3 separate regions of the Mus musculus genome follow, and regions 1 and 2 are each linked to region 3. A link is a contact called in public ChIA-PET and Hi-C data. All regions are on one chromosome and are shown on one strand. The core of a region is the stretch at or near the end of the contact, and the rest is flanking DNA. Distances in the headings are between cores, read along the strand shown.

Region 1 (3,632 bases), core at 171-2,670, 270 kb after region 3:
AATTAAACTTTTAATTCATTCACTTGTGTCATTTTGTTTGTTTGTCGTGAGATGGTTGCTCAGGGTGATGAAGGCGCCCAGCTTGCCCAGGGGAAGGAAGGGGCGCTGTCGGGGTACCCGGGCTGTCTGGGTAGAGAAGGACCAAGTCTGGATGGGAGTGCTCGGTGACCCTTAGCAGTGTCACATCAAAACCCAGGCAAACCACAGGAAGGAAGCCTTTGTAGGCCTTGAATATTGTCACTGGCTGACTGCACTTCTGACCAAAGGGCTGAGGAAGCCTGTGTAACCAGCCCTTCAGCTCACCCTCTCGCCCAGGAGCAGGCAGGCTTCCTGCAGTAGTCTCTGTGCTACACTGAGCAGCAGCTAGAGCTGGAGCTGACTAAGCTGACTAAGCCTCCTTAGGCTGCTGCCGTCCCACTGCAGGAGTGAGGCTCTGCCTGGGTTTGAACTTAAACATCATTGCTAGTGAGGCTCACTTGGAGAGGACAACCCTTCTAGTCATTTCAACCAGTAACCGTGTTTATCTGATCTTAAAACCAAAATGGGCTCCTTCCCTGTGGCCTGCCAGATGATCTGTCATTTTGGTGGTAGGTCTGTCAAGCAGACTTTGTACACATTTCCTACAAAGAAAGATGTGTTACAACTCGTGGTTGGGTTTTCTAAAAAGTGAGAATTTGTGTTGTGCTTTCCTGAGTCTTAAGATTGTGCCTGTTAAATTCACAGGAGGAAGAGGGTCCTGTGAGGAAGTCCTCAGAGATACCTTGGTGGGGTCCGGCTAACAGGGGTAGAGCTTTACTCCAGTCACCCTTTTATGTGAGGGACCGCAGCAGGGTATTCCGTATGGTGGTAGTTCTGGAATACCTAGAAGCACAAGGATGATACAGAGCCAAGTCCTACCTGCAGAGGTGGCAAAGGGACAGAAGTGCAGATGGGTGCTGTCTGAGATGTAGGCATGCCTCACGGGCAGTGGTTGGAGGCTTGTAGGAAAGCAAACACCATACTCTACTAGCACTTTAGCACACTCGGTAGGGCAGCATTCACAGAGGCATGCCTGGAGGGGTGAGGTGCACAGGATGCTGGCAGGCACCCACACGTCTGAAGCAATGCTGTAGGTGGGAGCTCCTAAGCAGCTGTCCTGGTTCTGACACAGGTGCAGGTGAAGGGAAGGGAAGATGGGGCTTCCAGAGCAGCTTTCTGACTGCAGCTCCAGTTTTGAGCTGTCCTTGGGAGCTAGACACCTGACTCCTTCCTCTGCAGCAGCCACCACGCCAAGGGCACAGATGAGGTACTTTGATCTGGGTCCTGATAGTGAAAGGTGCTGGCAAGATAAGCAGCTGCTCTTGATCTGACAGGTCTGATGGCTGTCTGTTCTCTAGAGAGAGATCTTCTACCACACTGCCTCCTGAAAGTAGTATCCTGAGTACAATTATAAACTGGTGAGATCTGAAGGAGAAGGCAGCATTGTGGAATGTGGTCTGTCCATTCTCCTACCCCTGACTCCTCAACTGCCAACATTAGAAGAAGTTATAGGTCTCTTCAGTCAGTGGTGAGGCCAAGCAAGCAGCCCCAGAGAGGGCTGGCTCAGCAGGCGAAAACCTGGTCATCCTAGTTGGAGTTCTGGAGCCTGTATTTTTAAAAAGCCAGATGTGGCAAGAGAAACCCTGCCTCAGGCTGGTGAGATGACTCAGCGGGTCAGAGTTGATCCAGGTAGCAGAGGGGAAGCCAACTTCCCCATTCCACAAGCAGCAGTGGTACCCAGTAAATGAAAGTGAGATTGTGTTTTTAAAAAGGCACTGTCTTCACAAAGTGGAAGGCAACGGACCCCAGAGAGCAGTGCACTGGGGTGGACAGGCACACAATTTTTCAAAAGGAGAGGCAAAGACCTCTTAGACTGGGAAGAGTGCCATTTGTATTTCCAAGAGATCTTCATGAACAATAGAAACCACACCCTGTGTCTGTTTGGGGTGGGGCCAGCAGACTGTAAGCCAGATATTCTCAAGAGCTTGAGGTGCTGTCAAAGGCAGAGCATTGTGGGTAATAGAAACTCCCAACAGCTAAATAAGCTGTCACATGGCCATTTTAGTGAGCATTCAGTAAAAGACTCCAGTGTGGCTGAGTGCATCAATAGAAAAGTAGAACATGGCTGCTGCCCTTGGGGCATATGGGGTCTTGAACAGAGCCACTACAAAAACAAAGAGACTACCTGCTGCACAAGGTTGAGTAGCATCTGTGATTCTGGGCCTGTTGCCTCTTGGTTAAAGCTGCTAGTCACATCCTCTACCACTGGGGTCCCAAGCTTCTGCCTAGGCCAACCATATGACCAAGAAAGTCACAAGAGGCCAATGATTCTTTGCCTTCTTGTGCTGCCTTTGAGGTTACCACAGCTGAGCCACCCGGACTGTGGCTGGTTTTTCAGTGTCTGGGGAAGGGAGTAAAGGCCGTTTGTGAGCTGGCTGGGATGGGGGAGCAAACCCTCCACTCACCTTGTGCAGCAGCTCTCTGCTGGAATAGAGCACAGGATATGCCAGCCCAGGGTCCCCGGAGTCTGTGAGTGCACACAGAAAACAAAAGATGGCCACCACAGCTACCTAGGTATCCTCAGGGCAGCTGTGGCCACTTACTTTCTGGTATTTCTTGAGGGCAGCACAACCAGCCCCTACTTTCAGGCTATGGTTTAGGGCAAAGGCTTGAGCTGGGGCCAGCCGCCTGCCTGGTGCTCTGCTTCTGTCTGTGCCTGGTGTGCTTAGTGGCTGCTGGAGTTAGGGAGTGAGGCTGCAGTGCAGGCTGGAGCCTGGGCCAGCACAGGGCAGGGAGGCGGGGCAGAGGAGGAGCTGTGCTTGCCTCCTTCCCCCCACTAGCCAGTGTGTTCATCTATTCCACAGTAGTTTATAAGCTTGGGGAGCAAGCCATATCACCTTGAGTGGGAGAAGCAGGGAATGGGAGGCGTGGGCGGTGGCTGCCAGGCCTAGTGTCTAGCAAGACAGCAACCCTGCTTCACACCCCAGGCCCCTTGCCTGTAAAATCACCTGGCAGAATGTCCTGGAATGTTAAAGCCTTCCTGGTTTAGATTGTTCTATGTTCTTCTGAAAAGGGGAGAGGAAGAGGAATGTCTTGTTGTTTTGAAGCAGCTTCTAGCAAGATTCCAGAACTCAAGCACTGGGCAGAAAGGGGAGCTAAGACCCGAACCTGCTTCCTTAGGACACTTAGCCACAATCACTGCATAATGCAGCCAGGCCAGGTCCACATGGGCACACAGCTTGGTGAAAGACCACTCTTAGCTGCATGGAATCCTTAGTGCTTCTGTGTCTGTCACCTCATCCAATTCCTGCTCAGGACAGTGGAGCCCTGAGTCCAGTCATACCAAGGGGCCTTGTAGGCAAGAGGAGGGCCTGCCTGGCCCAGGAAGCTGAGGCCTTTGCGGTTGGTTGGGCATGGTATGGCTGTTTTCATCATGGGGCTAAATGGGAGCTGGCAGGCTCTCCATATCACCGTGTCCGTGTCAAGGCAAGGCTGCTGCTAGCAGTAGGACCAGCTTCCCTACTACAGAAGGGGCCCTCTGCCCACTGGCCCAACCTGGGCCAGCTGCTTCTGGACATGGCTCATGTGTGCACACTCCTCCCCAGAATTGTCAC
Region 2 (3,637 bases), core at 562-3,061, 330 kb after region 3:
CTCCACTCTAGAATCCCCTTCCTGTCATGCGTTCCCCACTCTGGCTCCATGCTGCAGTTAACGGCGGCTCCAGGATCCAGTCCCGTTACATTTCACACTAATGGATCTCAGTGTCCCTTTCTCTAAGTCGCTTGTCTCATTGTCTCTAGAGCTAAGGGTCAGTTGCACTGTCTCATCAGGGTCAGTTGTCACCTTCACGCTCTCGTATCACTTGAGGTCCTTCAGGGCGGCTATGCCAGAGAGCTCTTACTGCACTGCTCTCCTAGGAGATGAGCATTCTTGGGAAGGGGCAATGCTGATCAGGTTAATGGAGGTGGGAGACCAGCCCATTATGAGCAGCACCATTCCCTAGACAGAGATCCTGGACTAAGAGGGAGAAAGTGAGCTGAGTGCCGGCACTCATCACTCTCTGCTTCCTTACTGTGGATGACATGGGACCAGCCGGCTTCCCTGCCATTGTGGACCATAGCCTTGAGCTGTGAGCTGAAATAAACCCTTTCTTCCTCAAGTGGTTTTGGTCAGAGTCTTTTATGGCACAGCACCTTAGGGCTCAGACCACCTTAAAGGCCACTGCAAATGGAAAGTCATCGACACAGTTCTCACAGTAAAGACAAATCCAGCACTCCTCCTTATTCATATCCAGTACAATTCCTGCAGGCCAGTCACACACTCAGTCATGGCTCAGGACAGGCATGGGAACCAGCTGGATGGCACATGCCTCCTAACCCTGCTCTGGGGACAGTCTTAAGGAGACCTGACTATCTAGGTTGGCTCCTGACAGCCTCTATCTGGGTCCCTTTGACTTGGGACAGCTTGAACTCATGTTCCCTCTAGCCTGTATTTGGCAGCATGAAATGTGTCTACCTACCACCACCTGCCCTTTGTGGCCCTGGGGTAAAGCAGCCAGTGTCACTACTTTTGACTCCCATAGCATAAAGTCAGCTGGAGGGTACCTTTACCTCCTTTATAACTGGGCTCTAGGAAAGGCCACGCCAGCCTTTCCCACCCACTGGCACCTCATCCAGCCTGCACAGAACTCCGATTTCCTTGCACGTGGTTTCTCATTGGAGGAGTCTCTCTACAGAATTCAGGGCCCAAGGCACCAGGCTCTATCTCTTGATGGAACAGCATCCTTTTTCTTTATGTTCTTCTTTCCCCACAGCGGCACTCCCAAAGCCACACAACCTTTCTGAAGAGTCAAATGTAGATCAGGTTGTCCATTTTGCCATTATTGATATGGACATAAATGTACCAGGCTATATCCTAGTGTATTTCCCATACTCATGGTATGTACTTCATTTAACACTACACTATGATAAATGTTATCTGTGAAAGCCATTTCTCCACAAGCACAACTCATGCCCATGTTTCATGCAAGCTCACTATTCATCAAATTTACCTCCCCGCTCTTCACACAGACTGATAGTAACAGAGCTGTCTTTCTCTGTCACCAACAAGGGCGGCACAGTCCACACCTGTTGTTTCTGGCTTTGTTTTGCTTGATTTCTGAGTAACTGGCCTTTCTAAGAATGAGGGGGGAAAATGTCTAGAAGGGGCACAGCCTGAGATAATGGCCATGGCTGTCCCTTTCCTCTGATTTGCCTCCTGGTAACCACCTGGTCTCAGAAACTACTGACTGCCCACCCTGCAAAGTGGTACTGGAAAGCCCAGCCAATGCTGTTTTTAAAGAAACTTCATTTTGTGTGAGACCAGGGGCTAAACTCCAATTTCAGGAAGAAAACCACAAAGCCCACTTGAACAAACATTGCAACAGTAGGGTCAAGGTACACAGAGATAACCTAAGACACCCTGCAGAGAATAGATAACTTAGCCATCCTGTGTGTCAGGTGGGTTTGCCCCCATGTAGGGTTCCTGCAGATTACACCAGAGATGCAGTTTTCAAAATATTAACTTGCTGACTCATATGAAAATTCTCCCAGCTTGCTGTAACCACAATAAAACCCTGTGCCCCTAGACTCAGGGCTCTCACTTCTGACCTGCTGCAATGGGATGGTGAGAGACCTTGCTCAGGAGTTCTTAATGAAGACCCTTATGTGTTTGCATCAGAATTGGCTCTTCTGGTGGTCTTTGGGGTCCCTGGGACTTGGGCATAATAGTTCAACTGCCACCATAGCTACAGAATCTCTATGCTGCCTGCCAAGGATGTACACAGTTCCCATGCCACATCCCAGGGCACCGAGAACCAGCCTGACCGTAGTATTTACTGTTCAAATGAGAAAAGACTTAGGGTTCAGAAGAGAAAGAAAGCCTCAAACACCAGTCAAGTTTGGGCGGTCCTACAGAGATTATAGCCACACTCCTGCGAGGTTCCTTTTACACTACAAAGGCTAGCTACCCCAATCCCCACCCCTACTTCCTTCCATGTCTTCTACCCCACTTTCACGCCTTCCCCCACTTCCTTGCCTTCCCCGACCTGACTTCCTTGTCTTCCCCTACCCCACTTCTTTGTCTTCCCCCACCCCACTTCCTTGTTTCCCCCACCCCAATTCCTTGTCTTCCCCCACCCCACTTCCTTGTCTTCCCCCACCCCACTTCCTTGTACAGTGTGTGCTGTAGACTGGAGCCATGGAGGGACACACACTCCTGGAAACTGAGTGACTTCCTTCCTTGTATCCCCTCTCTGGATACTTTCTTAATAGAGACTTTAAGGTAGAGAGGTCTTCACAGTCACCTTCCTTCTGTAGGAGAGCTGTCAAGACGGTTGTGTGTGGGATCATTTCAGAAGGTCTCAAACCCAAACGCATAATCAGCCTCGTGCTTCATGCAAACGAAATGCAGCGTGTCCCAGGGCACCATGGCATCTAATCACCGAAGAACTAGGACTCAGAGAGCAGCTGCCACCCGAATCCATAGCAGTCAGCCACAGGCCACAGGACGGCACCTCCCCGCTCGTCAGGCTACTTATAAATGTATAATGAATGATTTTGTATAAGAACATTACATTTTAATAGTTTCTGGGAATGACAGGATAGATTGTATAAATGTTTAACTAGCATTGTCCCGTAGTCCACGCTTTGTTTATCTCGTTACTGGGTATGTGGAAATGAAACGGCAAGCCGAAGATGTCATGAAAATCAGAGCAGAAGACTAGGGAACAGACGCCCTCCGCAAACCCTCCTCTAGCCCTACGGCGATCCAGCGGCTTCTTGCAGATAAACACCTGGATCTCATTTAACTTTCCCGTACTTTCTCCCCTTACACGTAATTTAAATTGCTTATCATTTTGACCTTGGTAAGATGAAAAATGCATGCTTTAAAATTCAGTGTGTTTCCACATTTAAGGCCACCCCGGGGACAAGGCTGTCCCCTTGGGCTCTGTGCCTAACTGCTGGTGATGTTACATGCTTTCCTATAAGGAACGGGGATCATCTAAGACCCATCGAGCCTTATTAGGACGAGGTGAGGTGTGGCAATCATTGGGATGTTTCAGACACACAAATGAGGCCTGAAGCCTCCTGTGAGGAATACATTTGATTTGCTATTGTCAACTGTGTCATTTACTGCCTATCTCTTAATAACTTCCCCCAGCTCCCAATATTCAGTGAGCATGGTGGTTCTCTTTTGACAAATTTTCTCAGAGGACCTAAACTGTAGCACCCCAAAACACAGGCTTACT
Region 3 (3,967 bases), core at 656-3,155:
GAGAGCCCAGGCATCTGTGGCCAAACTGATTCCCAGCCAGCTTTTCTGAAGACCCCAACCACCACTGCACAGATGCTGAAGGCCCCAACCACCACTACACAGATGCTGAAGGCCCCAACCACCACTGCACAGATGCTGAAGGCCCCAACCACCACTACACAGATGCTGAAGGCAGAGGAAGCCGCTCCACTACCTCTGCTCTCCGCAACCCCACTGACCGGTTCATGCCTGCTCCTGAGAGCTCAAGACTGAGGGGAGAGCCAGGAGGGACAAGAAACTCTACAGTGTCATTAGGATCTGGATTGTGGCCAGAGCTCAAGATCCTAAATTAACCCTAGAACGACCGTAGCCCTCATAGGAACTGGGCAATGGCGCTCAGTGGAACTTACTTTATGGTAGAGAAACAAGGGGTTTCCTTGCTGTTCCTGGTAGGCTGTGGTCACTGAAATCCCAAACTGTAAACATTCCTGACCACACAGGCAGCTTTGAGAACCACAAACTGTGTCTGAAGAAGCGAGCCACAGGTAGAAGGCCTCCAAGGACAAGCAGGTAGCAAGAAGCCACGGTCAGTGAGCCATGATGGCCCCACACCTTGGCTGCCCAGAGGCAGCTCCTCTCTCTCGTCTGCAGAGGAAGCTCCAGTTTCACAGAAACACCCGATGCTTACACCTGATCTCACACTGGGAATTTACAGTAGTGAATAGGGGAATGAGTAGGGGAGAGTTTGCATTTGAATCTGTTAGGGCTAGGTTGGGGTGAGATTTACAGCTAGGTCTCTTAAGAGAGGGCTTGGTTACATCTGCATCTCAAACAACAGCGTGGGAATTAGGTCCAGGTCTCTTAACACTTGGTGGTGGGGTGTGGGGGGAGGTGGTGGTGTTACATCTGGGTCTTGAACACTGAGGGTTGACGTCCAGATCTCAAACTCTGGGGACTCACTTCTGAGGCTCCTCTCCATCCAAATCAGCATCCAGTGTGGTACCTAGCTGCTCTAGCCACCAGGAACATCCTCCACCCAGGCTTCCTCCATCCTCCTGGCTCCCTCTCCGGTTCCTCCCTGTGGCTTCAGAGGAAGCAGAGCAGCTGAACACACACACACACAGCTCAGCACCATCTGGGACGGGGAACCCCTGCGATACAGGGGTGGTGTGGGGACAACTGCGTGGTGGGGGAAGTGCCTGGTCCGCTTAGAGGCCCACTCTCCCTTTAAAGGATACACAAAGCCCCCGCCGCCCCCTCACGCCAGGGTCTGGGTTGAGTTTTTCCTTGACAGAGCCCATCCCTTTGAGGCTGGCTGGCTGAGCAGTGTTGACACAGCCGTCTCTGGATGCGTTCCGGGAAAGCAGGCCTGAGCATGTGAGACGAATTTTCTCTGCACTGTGCGGTTTCCAATGTGTCAGAAAAACAAACTAGGAGAAGTCTACTTGGATCGTGTGAGTGTGTGGACCCCTCCTCCCCGCTTCATTCCTCCCATAGTGGAAAAAAAAAAAAAAAACTAAAAGGCTGCCTTCCAGCGTCTGGTTCCTGACTCTGGAGGGATGGTGTACAAGCGGAGGACTTCCAAGCCACACAATGCGGGTCCATGTGACGCTTCTGTGTTCGTGTGGAGGGTGGAGGCTACCTCTACATCAGGGCATGGAGGCCGGATCAGCCTCATGCCCTTTTGCTTCCAGGCCCTTGACTGCCCCTCCTCCACCCAAACCTCCAGTCCTCGTTCCCAAAATAATTGGCCACAGGAAACTGCACTGAGGAGGAGCCTCTGCAGTGAATTACTTCCCGGCACCCTGCCGGGATGCAGAAGGCTGGCTGTCCCGGCTGCAAGTCACTAGCTGGGGCCATGCAGGGGGCGGGGCCTGGGACGGGGGCGGCATCTACACACACTGCTCTTCACTTCCCTCCAGCGGTTCCTGTAGAAGCAGGCAGTAGTAGAGGCTTGGCCCTTCTGTGCCTTCTCCATGCTCGGGAGAGATGCTCACTGGGGACCCAGCCTTGAAGTTTGCAGCCAGTGGGGATTCCTGGTTCCTCGCGCGCGCACACACACCACACACACACACACACACACACACACACACACACACACACACACACACGCTTGCGTGCACGTCTGTGCTCAGCGCTTTCATCTTTGTACTCAGTCAGGGATCCCAGTACCACCCACGTTTAGGCTGGGTAGTACCACCTCAAGTAAATAATCTAGAAACTTCTTCACAGAAGTTCAGAGGGGTTTGTCTGAAGGTGGTTCTTGACGCCATCAGGCTGGCAGGCTGTGTGAGCCACAGCACACCCTCAGGTTGCTTCCTGCCACAGTAGCGAGAAGAGTAACAAAACAGCCTACTTTCTCAGAAGCGAGAGAGCCATCTGCCCACAGAGCAATAGATTCACTCCCCTCCTGGGTAGAGGGATGCTTTACTGATGCAAAGAGGAAAAGTGGGGACGGTCACCACAGGCGCAGGCCAGCTGGTGCCTCTCACATCCTTAGCTCTGTGGCAGAGGCCACAGGCGGAACACAGAGGTTGATTTTGAAGGCGAGAGCCGAGACATAGCTCCAGATTCTCCCTCAAATCTGTGTCTGAGACATTCTTGTTCCTCGGAGTTCCTAGGCCCCTTCGCTTGGGGGCTATCCCAGACATGCTTTACATGTCACCCTTCTGAAGGGCCGTGGGCATTTATGTTTGTTTTCATTGAGTGTGTACTTTGTCCAGGTATGGGGTCAGACACTTGCAGTCTTGTTGGCTTCAACTCTACAACAATCAGCTAACTTTTTTTTTATTCCTTTCTATCTAATGCAGATCTCCACGGATTTGCATGTAAATAAGCAATTATGTATGCGTGTGACTGTAGATAGATGAATATTCATAGATAGGAAAATACTCCATCTCTAGACTGTACCAACTCTGTATATGGTACCAGCAGAAACACGCACGCATTCTCCAGAATACAACCTTCCCTGCTTTCTCACGAGTAAGATGATATTGGAGACTTGTGGTCAGAACAGCACACACTCCATTTATAAACAGGTTAGCCCTAGGCAGCTAGAGCCGCAAGGACACTCTGGGAAACAGCATGCACGGCTATATCTGCACACGCAGGAGAGTTGCCTGGAAAGCTGTGGAGCCCTGTCTGCTGGGGCCCAGCTTCAGTTTCTGATTCAGTCAGTATGTAGTGGCGGACCTTGATAGCTTCCATTTCTGTGAGTTCCCAAGTGAGGCTGCTGCTGTCTTGGGAACAACTGTGAAGGGTCCCAACCAACCAACACAAGAAGTTGGACTTCCTCTACCAACTCCACCTCTCATCGGCCGAAAGCTGTTGGCTCCATTTCTTGTTCCTAGATGCCAGCCGTGTGAGGTTCTGCAGAGAGTAAGCTGGCATTCACACAATGGCAAGCCTGTGCTGTCAGGGCAGGTGGGAGCGAACTGTGGATACCCAAACCCCTGAAGAAATGTTGCATCCTTCATACCAACAAGAGAGAGAGACTTAAAACACAGCAGCACAGGAAAGAAAACGGCAAGAATCTCAGTTGCTTTTGCACTCACAACTCAGATGGTTCTCCTCCCCTCTCTGAGTGCCCTGCACTCTGTCAACTTCACCCAGATCTCTCTAAGAGGCCCTTAGTTGTTGCTCTTGATTAAAAGTGCTGACTCTTCACCTGGACCAAAAGGGCGGAGCCTGCCATCTCTGCCTTCATTCCCTGTCTGTGTCCCTGGCTTTGGTTCAGAGCTCTGCCTGACTCAGCACAGGAATGCCTGTGTCTGCCTACCTAGCATAGTTCAGCCTGCTTCCAGGACTAAAAAACAAGGATAAGTCACTGTCCTAACCTGGATCTATATCTACCCTGGATTCTAAGAACAGAAACCCCAGGAGAAGGCAGCTATCCAGGAGTCAAAGCCAAGGCCACACCCTGGATGATCATCTTCTAGAGCCACAGCTGGCATGGTGATCATCAGGGTCACGCCTGGCCCAGGGCTAC

What was found. Hi-C and Micro-C count contacts between places; a contact is called where the count stands out from the background. ChIA-PET counts read pairs in DNA pulled down with a chosen protein or histone mark.
Region 1: a contact with region 3 is called in a Hi-C map of Th1 cells, with 4 times the contacts expected there. The contact joins two enhancer-like sites. A contact is called at or near these places in 3 of 484 Hi-C or Micro-C datasets (Th1 cells, bone marrow-derived macrophages and cerebral cortex), 7 of 115 datasets of contacts at active chromatin or transcription factors (craniofacial prominence, embryonic basal ganglia, embryonic fibroblasts and 3 more) and 3 of 9 other capture datasets (embryonic stem cells, liver and pancreatic islet).
Region 2: a contact with region 3 is called in an RNA polymerase II ChIA-PET map of memory CD8 T cells, with 10 read pairs. The contact joins two enhancer-like sites. A contact is called at or near these places in 4 of 115 datasets of contacts at active chromatin or transcription factors (embryonic basal ganglia, fibro-adipogenic progenitors, memory CD8 T cells and 1 more).

The regions. Positions count from the first base shown.
Region 1 is chr9:120,960,486-120,964,117 of GRCm38.p6, forward strand. It overlaps Ctnnb1 (catenin (cadherin associated protein), beta 1), which reads left to right. Exons shown (of 15, transcript NM_007614.3): 15 at 1-22. Among named protein-coding and RNA genes, the nearest start is that of Mir7090, 7.2 kb to the left of the region's middle. Within about 2 kb of position 1,421, at least 106 of the 459 cell types and tissues checked have an H3K27ac peak or open chromatin away from gene starts, as enhancers often do. A contact at or near this core is called in Th1 cells, cerebral cortex and embryonic stem cells, where this site is marked.
Region 2 is chr9:121,017,275-121,020,911 of GRCm38.p6, forward strand. The region is part of intron 35 of Ulk4 (unc-51-like kinase 4); the gene reads right to left. Among named protein-coding and RNA genes, the nearest start is that of Gm34945, 42 kb to the left of the region's middle. Within about 2 kb of position 1,812, at least 18 of the 459 cell types and tissues checked have an H3K27ac peak or open chromatin away from gene starts, as enhancers often do. A contact at or near this core is called in memory CD8 T cells, where this site is marked.
Region 3 is chr9:120,689,951-120,693,917 of GRCm38.p6, forward strand. No RefSeq gene overlaps it. Among named protein-coding and RNA genes, the nearest start is that of Gm39458, 16 kb to the left of the region's middle. Within about 2 kb of position 1,906, at least 179 of the 459 cell types and tissues checked have an H3K27ac peak or open chromatin away from gene starts, as enhancers often do. A contact at or near this core is called in Th1 cells, cerebral cortex, embryonic stem cells and 1 more, where this site is marked.